Regions from separate parts of the Danio rerio genome. Here region 2 is linked to region 1. A link is a contact called in public Micro-C data. All regions are on one chromosome and are shown on one strand. Each heading gives the region's core, a stretch centred on a gene start, on an enhancer-like site or on the middle of the called end of the contact. The rest is flanking DNA. Distances are from core to core; before and after follow the strand shown.

Region 1 (3,850 bases), core at 1,039-3,538:
TTCCCAGAGATGGGTTGCGGCTGGAAGGGCATCCGCTGCATTCCACCTGCATTCAAGGACACAATTCCCAAATAAAACCTGAGGATTAAAATATTCATCATGCCCAACAATTTTCCATCCTGTCTTTTAGAGATGCATCAACTTATATTTACACTGTACATATAGGTTGCCAAACCACACTGTGATATCATACACTGTAAAAAGTGATTAGTTACTTAAAGCGAGTAAACCAATCGCCTTAAAAGCAACACGTTGACTTTACAAACCCATTGCAACTTGCAATGGTTACCCCCCCCCCCCTAGCTTTTCTGTATCTAGTAAATTGACATACAATAAATCTGCTCTTCCAGACTCCAGTAAATTCAATACAGGCTAATTGTAGATTTTATAGACTTAATGAACCACCAAATATGTAATATTGTGATAATTACAGTAATTGTTTAAAAACCAGACTAAAATAGCCTGACACAGTAAAAAAGGATTAGTTGACTTAAAAAAGTAAGTACAATTAGCATAATTATAAAAATGAAGTCAACTTAATAGTATCACATTACAATTGGTTTACTACATTATTTTTTACAGTGTATCTAACAACTCAACTCAACTCTAACAAGTCAACTTGTTGCTTTTAAGGCAATTGGTTTACTCATCACTTTTTACAGTGTATCTAACAATTAAGTTAACTTAATTGATTTGTGTTTGGACAACATAAAAAAATTGTGTGGAACCCTGGATTTTTTTTTTTTTTTACAGTGGAATTAAGTAAACACTTCCACATTTTATGTGAGGTAATTAACAATAAAAATCATGAATATTGTGGAGTTGGATGAAGACTTGCTTTGGTTTTTCAAACTATTTTGCCCTATAAACTGTTAACTTGAACAGGCATGTTCAAAATCTTACACCAACTGTCTACTTTTGACTGAACGGGTGGACTAAAACTGGCCTCCTCTTTTACAGTGTTGTCACAAGTTTCCATTTAATAACCCTTTGTGCTCAACATTTAAGGTGTGGCAAAGCAAAGTATTACTTTAAAACACTAATCAGTCTTAAAGTGTATATTTAAGTTCTTCTTAATGACTGTTCTCATAGACGGGGTTTAGTTTAACCGTGGCAACATAACGCCAGGGGAAAATCTGCATGATAGTGTCAGAGGTTTTACCTTTATGCTAATGACCCTCGGGTTTACTCGACTTTTCACAGAAGGCTTGCATCTCAAGCGAGCCTTCATTCTCCTGGGACATTATTTGGCTCGTCACAAGCTTTCCTCAATGTTCTTTGACTCTGCATTTCTGTGTGACTTTTACACTCATGCAGAAGACACATCGAGGTATCATTTAGGATCACATTCATCATGTAAGTGTTAGAGGCCTCGTCTCACTGTGATCCTGCTCTCTGTCTTCTGTAAACAGGCCATATCTAATAAAGGAGACTTATACTTGCTGGAACCATTTTGTCAGGGACTAGCAATGACTAAAACAAATTCTCACTTTAACTTTAGACTTTGGATACTTCTAGTATTTTATACATTTTTATATTACGTACACTTTAAAAATGCTGAGTTACACACAACTCCTTCATGTTGTCCCAGCACAAATCGATAAAGTTAACTTAATAGTTTTTACAAATGTAAGTGGATTGAACATAAGACAATTAAGTTGTCCCACCCTAAAAACACTAAATAATTGTGTTGTTTTAACTCATATAAAAATGAGTAGTTTAACAATAACAAGCAACAAAAGTCATTTTTGGAGTGAACTGCTTATTCATACTGGAGAAATTGTTATTGTGGATATGTATTTTTAAGGAAATGTTTGTTTTGTTTCTCTGTATTCATGAATAATAGAGAATTTTTAAAAACTTTGATCCTATTTTATATTTTATGTTTGCATATGTTATGTTATTAGTCATGTATCTGCTCAGTTGTGATATTTTAGTACCATTGACACGTTATTATGATTGAATATTAAAGCATTGTTATTAATTTTCTAGGTTTATGTTTACAATTTCAGCGTTATCTAACTATCCCTTTTAATAGTCCCCAAACAGGCTACTTCGGAAAAGTGATACCCCAAACTTCCCTGCTCCCAAACATCTGGTAAACCCAAAAGAGTTGCATTCCTGAGGCTCGTACGCAAAGCTCCTCCTCTTTGAAAGATGAGCGATTGGGTTTTATGGAAATTCGAGAGCGTCCGATTGGTCGCGGCGCCTGTCAGTCACGAGCTTACGGACGCGAGGGGCGGGGTTAGCGGACCTATGAGGTTGTGCCAGTGTCAGTAGCGTTCCTCATTCTTCACTAACCAAACAAATACACGGTGAAGGTGAGGCGAACAACATCCACAACCAAATACTCCGGCGTTTCTTTTCCATCATGCTGACACAGAACGCGCACGTCTGGGGTTGTTTTGATGCCCGATAATATTTTGTGACCCGCAATCCCTCCGTTCTCCCGCTCATCATTGAACAAATGTGCATTTTTGCACGTGTTACGTTCAGTTTGTTTGGATCAGTGAGTGAAGTTAAGAAGCGGCGGTGCTTTTTAACTTGTTGCGCGGTGATGCAAGTGTCCTCTTGCGCAAGAGAATGATTCATGAGCCAGTTATTATACGTACGATTTCTTCTTCGAGCTGTTTGACTGGCAAAAGTTGCTTTAGGATGGGCTCAAGGAACGAGGTCCATTCTCAACCTGCCATACAGTCTGCGCATTTAAGTTAGAATTTGGACTACCGGAGCTTCCCAAAGACGCAAGAGTTGGATGTGGATGTTCTTGGGTTGAAATAAGTGCATATAAGAGTAAGTTATATTGATTTCCTAACCAACTGATCCTGAAGATGTCGGAGTCTTACGAGGACGGGGTGTGCGGGGATGGAGCTCCGGACTTCATCCCACCGAGAGCGCTTCGATCAGGCCGGCGGAGTGGAGTCGCCGTGCCGCTGGTGGAGCGCGACGAGGCGGCGCTTCTGGAGTCGGTGAAAGCGGCACCGAGGAGGAGCAGCATCATTAAGGTAGTAGCAGAAACACGCCAAGAGTTGTCAAGAGTTTGGGGGTGTGAATGATACTCGGTCAGTTTAAATGAAACTAAATCACGAATGTCTGTTGTGGAAGAGAGTGAGAATCTTGTAAACAACAGCCTGTGTCCTTGGAGTTCATACAGGTTATGACAGGTTCAGGAGTTGCCTGGGGCTCTGTGACTTGATCAAGGATGTAATAGTAAACCTGTGACAACCTTTTACTTACCAGCCTAAATTACTGATGCATCAGGGTGGTGTAGCCCAGTGGTTCACAGCTGGTTTTGTTTAAGGAGCCATTTATTGCATTAAGTGGCAACATAACGCTGCACAAAAACTGCCTTTCGTACAAATAAACAGTCATTTAATAAATGTTGAGAATGAGAGAATGCAATTCAATCTGTCCACAGTCACTGACATCTGGCCAGATGTAAGTAAATACAAAGTAATTTGTGGCAAAGTAGAGATTGAGTAAATATACAGTATATGATGTCCTTTTAGATTATTAAAATTATGCTATTTATTTTGCAGTGCTAACTATAGTTAATTGTATTATTAGCTTTTTAAGCTTAGTTAACGAAAAGTGAAACATCAGGCCATCAAAGCAGTATAGGTGACCTTTTTTAATCTTCAGTAGAGCATTAAAACAGATTTTTAACAATAGTCTTTGGTAATTACATGAAGTACAATTAAGAGTTAAAAGTATATAAACTGGCAAAGCAAAATAAATTCCCGTGGCTCCTGATGATACATTAAGCCTCGATGAAAATAAATTGATAGGTCTGTATAAGAAACTGAGCATTACTTCATTATTATATTTAACCGACAACCTCAGCAGAAGG
Region 2 (4,082 bases), core at 12-2,511, 84 kb after region 1:
TAAAGGAAAAATTATGATTTTGGGTTAAACTCGGTATGGGGCCATGCAAGAGATCTGCAGAGTGCAAACTTCAGCCTTCACATCAAAGTTCTCAAAGGCAAAGAAGGTCAAGGTGCTCCGGGATTGGCCAGCCCAGTCAAAAGATATGAACATTATTGAGCATGTCTGGGTTGTTCGTAAAACTTGGATAGGCGACAAGACTTTTGTCAGGTAGTGTATGGGTACAGAGACAGTTAAAAGGTAAAAAAAAATGTCACTTTAACATATTTATGTCACTTATGTAACTTTAATATCTTTTAAAGAGTGATACTCAATCAAAGTACAGTGATCTTTATATGTCATAATATTTACTTATTTGGGTTTTAGCATGAAATCATAGTCTCAACATGTAGTCTTACAATGGCACATGTCTGAAATCATGGTAATATTTTGCTAAACTTTAGTTTGTGGACTTGATTAAATTGGAGCATCCATGTATACAAACATGTTGTTCTGAGATGCTGCAAACCTGCCGTGAACTATTTTCTGTTGTTCAGAGTTCTGTCCAGGCGCCTGTGTGGGTGTTTTCTACCAGCTCAGGCATTTTATCTTTGTTGTCTGTTTTCCTGCCAGATTTTCTCTCTGCATTTGTTTAGTATGAATATGCATAGTCAGAGTGACATAACTATTTTTTTGTCTCACTTGTTTTGCTTGTGTATGTTAGTGCATGCTTTTGGCCCTGTACTGTATACACACATGAATATCACCTACATATCATGAATATGCTTAGACACACACATCTTAATGAAAGACTGTACTCTATGTTTTGTTGGAGATATTCAAATGACCTAATTACATATATAAAAATTTTTTCTGTCACAAGAGAAGCAATGAAATTCAAATACTATTAAGCTACATTATCATTTTGTAACAGTTCCACGGTTATATCAATGCTCCTCAAGATGTATGATTTTAATAGCGTCCTTGCTAATTTATGTGCGAGTTTGTCCTACATAACCAGGTGCTCAAGTGATGTTGTGTGTGCATGCATGCTAAGTATTTTCATATTTAAATAGATTCATGCAAATGGTGTTTTAGCTATCATATTCTGTGGTGTTATACAGTTTGCATGCTTCATATTTCAGAGGGTCTTTTTACACACCCTAGAGTTTAATTGTCTTTATGTCTGCTTGTGTAGTAGTTGTTGCACACAAATACACTCACTGTTTTCTCCTTCCAGGTGAACATGCCTGAACTAGCCCTGCTGCGTTTCGTTGTTCTGGATGATGATTATATAGGCGATGACTTCATTGGCCAGTACACCATCGCGTTTGAGTGTCTACAGCCCGGTTACAGAAATGTGCCCTTGCTGGGCCTCGCTGGAGACCCTTTGCCCCATGCCAGCCTGTTCATACACATCGCCATCACCAACCGCAGAGGTGGAGGAAAGGCTCAGAGACGGGGTCTGTCCGTCCGCAGAGGTGTGCGGCGGGGACGAGAGTATGTCACCCTGCGTAACACAGGCATCAAAGTGCTGGATGACACTTTCCGGCCTGCCAGTGGGCCTCTGCGAGAGGCTACAGACCTGCGGGAGGATGCAATGGTAAGTAAGGTGGTGCATGTTCAGACAACAGTAATACTAGCAATTTGACTTGAGTAATTGCCAGCTGCACCCTGCTGAAAATACCAGGTTAGACAAGAAGGAATTTCCATTTAGGTTCAGTTTGGATTATGCTGATTAGTGGGAATGCTTTTTCCATGTGATGCTGTGTGGTCAAGGAGTCAAGGAAGTGTAGCTGGTTTAAGGGTTAGTTCACCAAGAAGTGAAAACGCTCATTGAACATTTTAGGGCCATAAGACTGAGCCATGTTCAGATTTGATTCAGTAAGTCTTCATAAAATAAATCCATTCATTCATTCATTCATTCATTCATTCTTTCATTTTCTTTTTGGCTTAGTCCCTTTATTAATCAGGTGTCGCCACAGCAGAATGAACCGCCAACTTACCTAGCACATGTTTTACGCAGCGCTTGCCCTTCCAGCTGCAACCCATCACTGGGAAACACCCATACAGTCTCATCCACACTCATACACTACAGACAATTTAGCTTACCAAATTCATCTATATCGCATGTCTTTGGACTTGTAGGGGAAACCGGAGCACCCGGAGTAAACCCACGCCACCACGGGGAGAACATGCAGCTGCCCATGAGCTGTGCACTGCAGACGCAGTCAGTGTGAAAGGCAATTGCCTGCGCGCCTAACTTACCTAGTTATCAAAACTCTTATGTTTAGAAAGAAAATCTTTTTCCGTTAAACAGAAATTGGGGGAAAGATATACAGGGGAGTTAATAATTCAGGAGGGCCAATAATACTGATTTTAATTGTATGTAGATAAATAAAGCCCATTTGGTATGGATACTCAAACAATGCCTTCATAACCTTTTCAAATATTCTAAAGAATGATTACCTGGACCAACAATGGATTGCTCTATTAAAAATGGATGTGCCATTTAATTTTTGAAGACTGCCAATGTTTTATAGGTTTGGAACAACATGTCACTAAGTAAATTTTGTCTATTTTATATATATATATATATATATATATATATATATATATATATATATATATATATATATATATATATATATATATATATATATATATATATATATATAATTTCAAATAATTATATTTCAATATTCTATTCATTTTAATATCCTATTTTATTTATAAATATATTATTTTACATTAACTTTTAATTTTGACATGTTTTATTTTTTGCCTAATCATGGGCTTCAGTGTGAACATTTTTACTGATGTGTTTTCCCCTTGTATTTATTTATTACACAAAGCTATTATCAGATGATGCCAAATTAGGGTCAGCGGGCTACTGCTTTGTCCAGAATGATGGCTGTGTTAACGAGCTAGACCTGTCTAAATAATACATTGGTTTTGAAAAAGTGAGCAAAGCAATTAGGTTGCTTTTTTCAGTGCTATTAGTGCTATTCAGTCGGCCGTGCAGATAATTGGTGCTGTTTGAGTAAATATGGCTTGTTTGCTAATAACATGACCATGCCAGATACTGAAAACGGATATTGTAGTTAGAAATAGGAGAATTATTGTTTGAAATACTGTCTGAAATGTACACAAGTCAGTGATCCCAAACCTTGAATCTACTCACCTAAAGATTTCTGACCTCACACTTATCACAGTCTTTTGATAAAAAGCCACAGACAGATTTCTGATCATTTTATTGAATGATAAGCTAATGTAGCTGACATGAAATTCCAGCATGGCTTCTGAACGTGTAAAAACAGACACCGCCACACCTCCATGCTGGAGTATGGCCATCCATTGTGGGAGCAATGCTTTGTTTATGTGATACCTTCTTGGGTTAAGCTTAACTAAGCCATGTAAATATTCTCAGTCACACATTTCTAGCATCCTTGTATACAGATCTAAAATGTAGGCAATCCCTAGAAATAAAACCAAGCAAACAAACAAAAAACTCTGCTGATATTTTATGTGACAGTAAGTGGAGGAGGGATGCAGGGTAAGGTATCAGTGGGTTCAGGTGACAGAACTGGGATCAGATGCCACCACTGTCTGTTGTGTGTTGAGGGAGAAGAGTTACTCTCTACATCCATAGTTACTTTGTTCACAAAATCCCAGAGATACAAGCAAAATCACACTGTTGCCAAAAAAGCAACTAGACCCTTGCACCTTGATTTTACTGATTTATTAAACTGTTACCACACAAAAACAGGAGATCATCCCATGTCTAATGATTTTAAGAAACACTTTACTTTTTTGAAAATAGGCTCATTTTACAACACCCCTAGAGTCAAACTGTTGTGTTAACTAAAATGAGTTTTAACATTTCTGAATCCATTCAGTCAATCTCCAGCTCTGATGAGAGCACTTTTAGCCAAGGTTAGCATAGATCACTGAATTGGATTAGACCATTAGCATCTTGCTCTAAAATGACCACAGTTTCCATAATTTACCTATATTTAAATCTTACATTTCTGTAGTTCCATTGTGTTCTAAGACTGATGAAAAATGAAAATATGCTATTTTTGAAGTAGATATGTTTGGGT

What was found. A called contact is a pair of places that touch in the nucleus more often than the background predicts.
Region 2: a contact with region 1 is called in a Micro-C map of caudal fin, with 8 times the contacts expected there. The contact joins the enhancer-like site here to the promoter of plcl1 in region 1. A contact is called at or near these places in 4 of 18 Hi-C or Micro-C datasets (caudal fin, embryo and an unstated tissue) and 2 of 4 datasets of contacts at active chromatin or transcription factors (caudal fin and embryo).

Annotation. Positions count from the first base shown.
Region 1 is chr9:34,035,899-34,039,748 of GRCz12tu, forward strand. It overlaps plcl1 (phospholipase C like 1), which reads left to right and starts at 2,289. Exons shown (of 8, transcript XM_001921763.9): 1 at 2,289-3,005. The coding sequence starts at 2,832.
Region 2 is chr9:34,120,555-34,124,636 of GRCz12tu, forward strand. It overlaps plcl1 (phospholipase C like 1), which reads left to right. Exons shown (of 8, transcript XM_001921763.9): 4 at 1,220-1,582. Among named protein-coding and RNA genes, the nearest start is that of plcl1, 84 kb to the left of the region's middle. Within about 2 kb of position 1,262, at least 2 of the 62 cell types and tissues checked have an H3K27ac peak or open chromatin away from gene starts, as enhancers often do. A contact at or near this core is called in caudal fin, where this site is marked.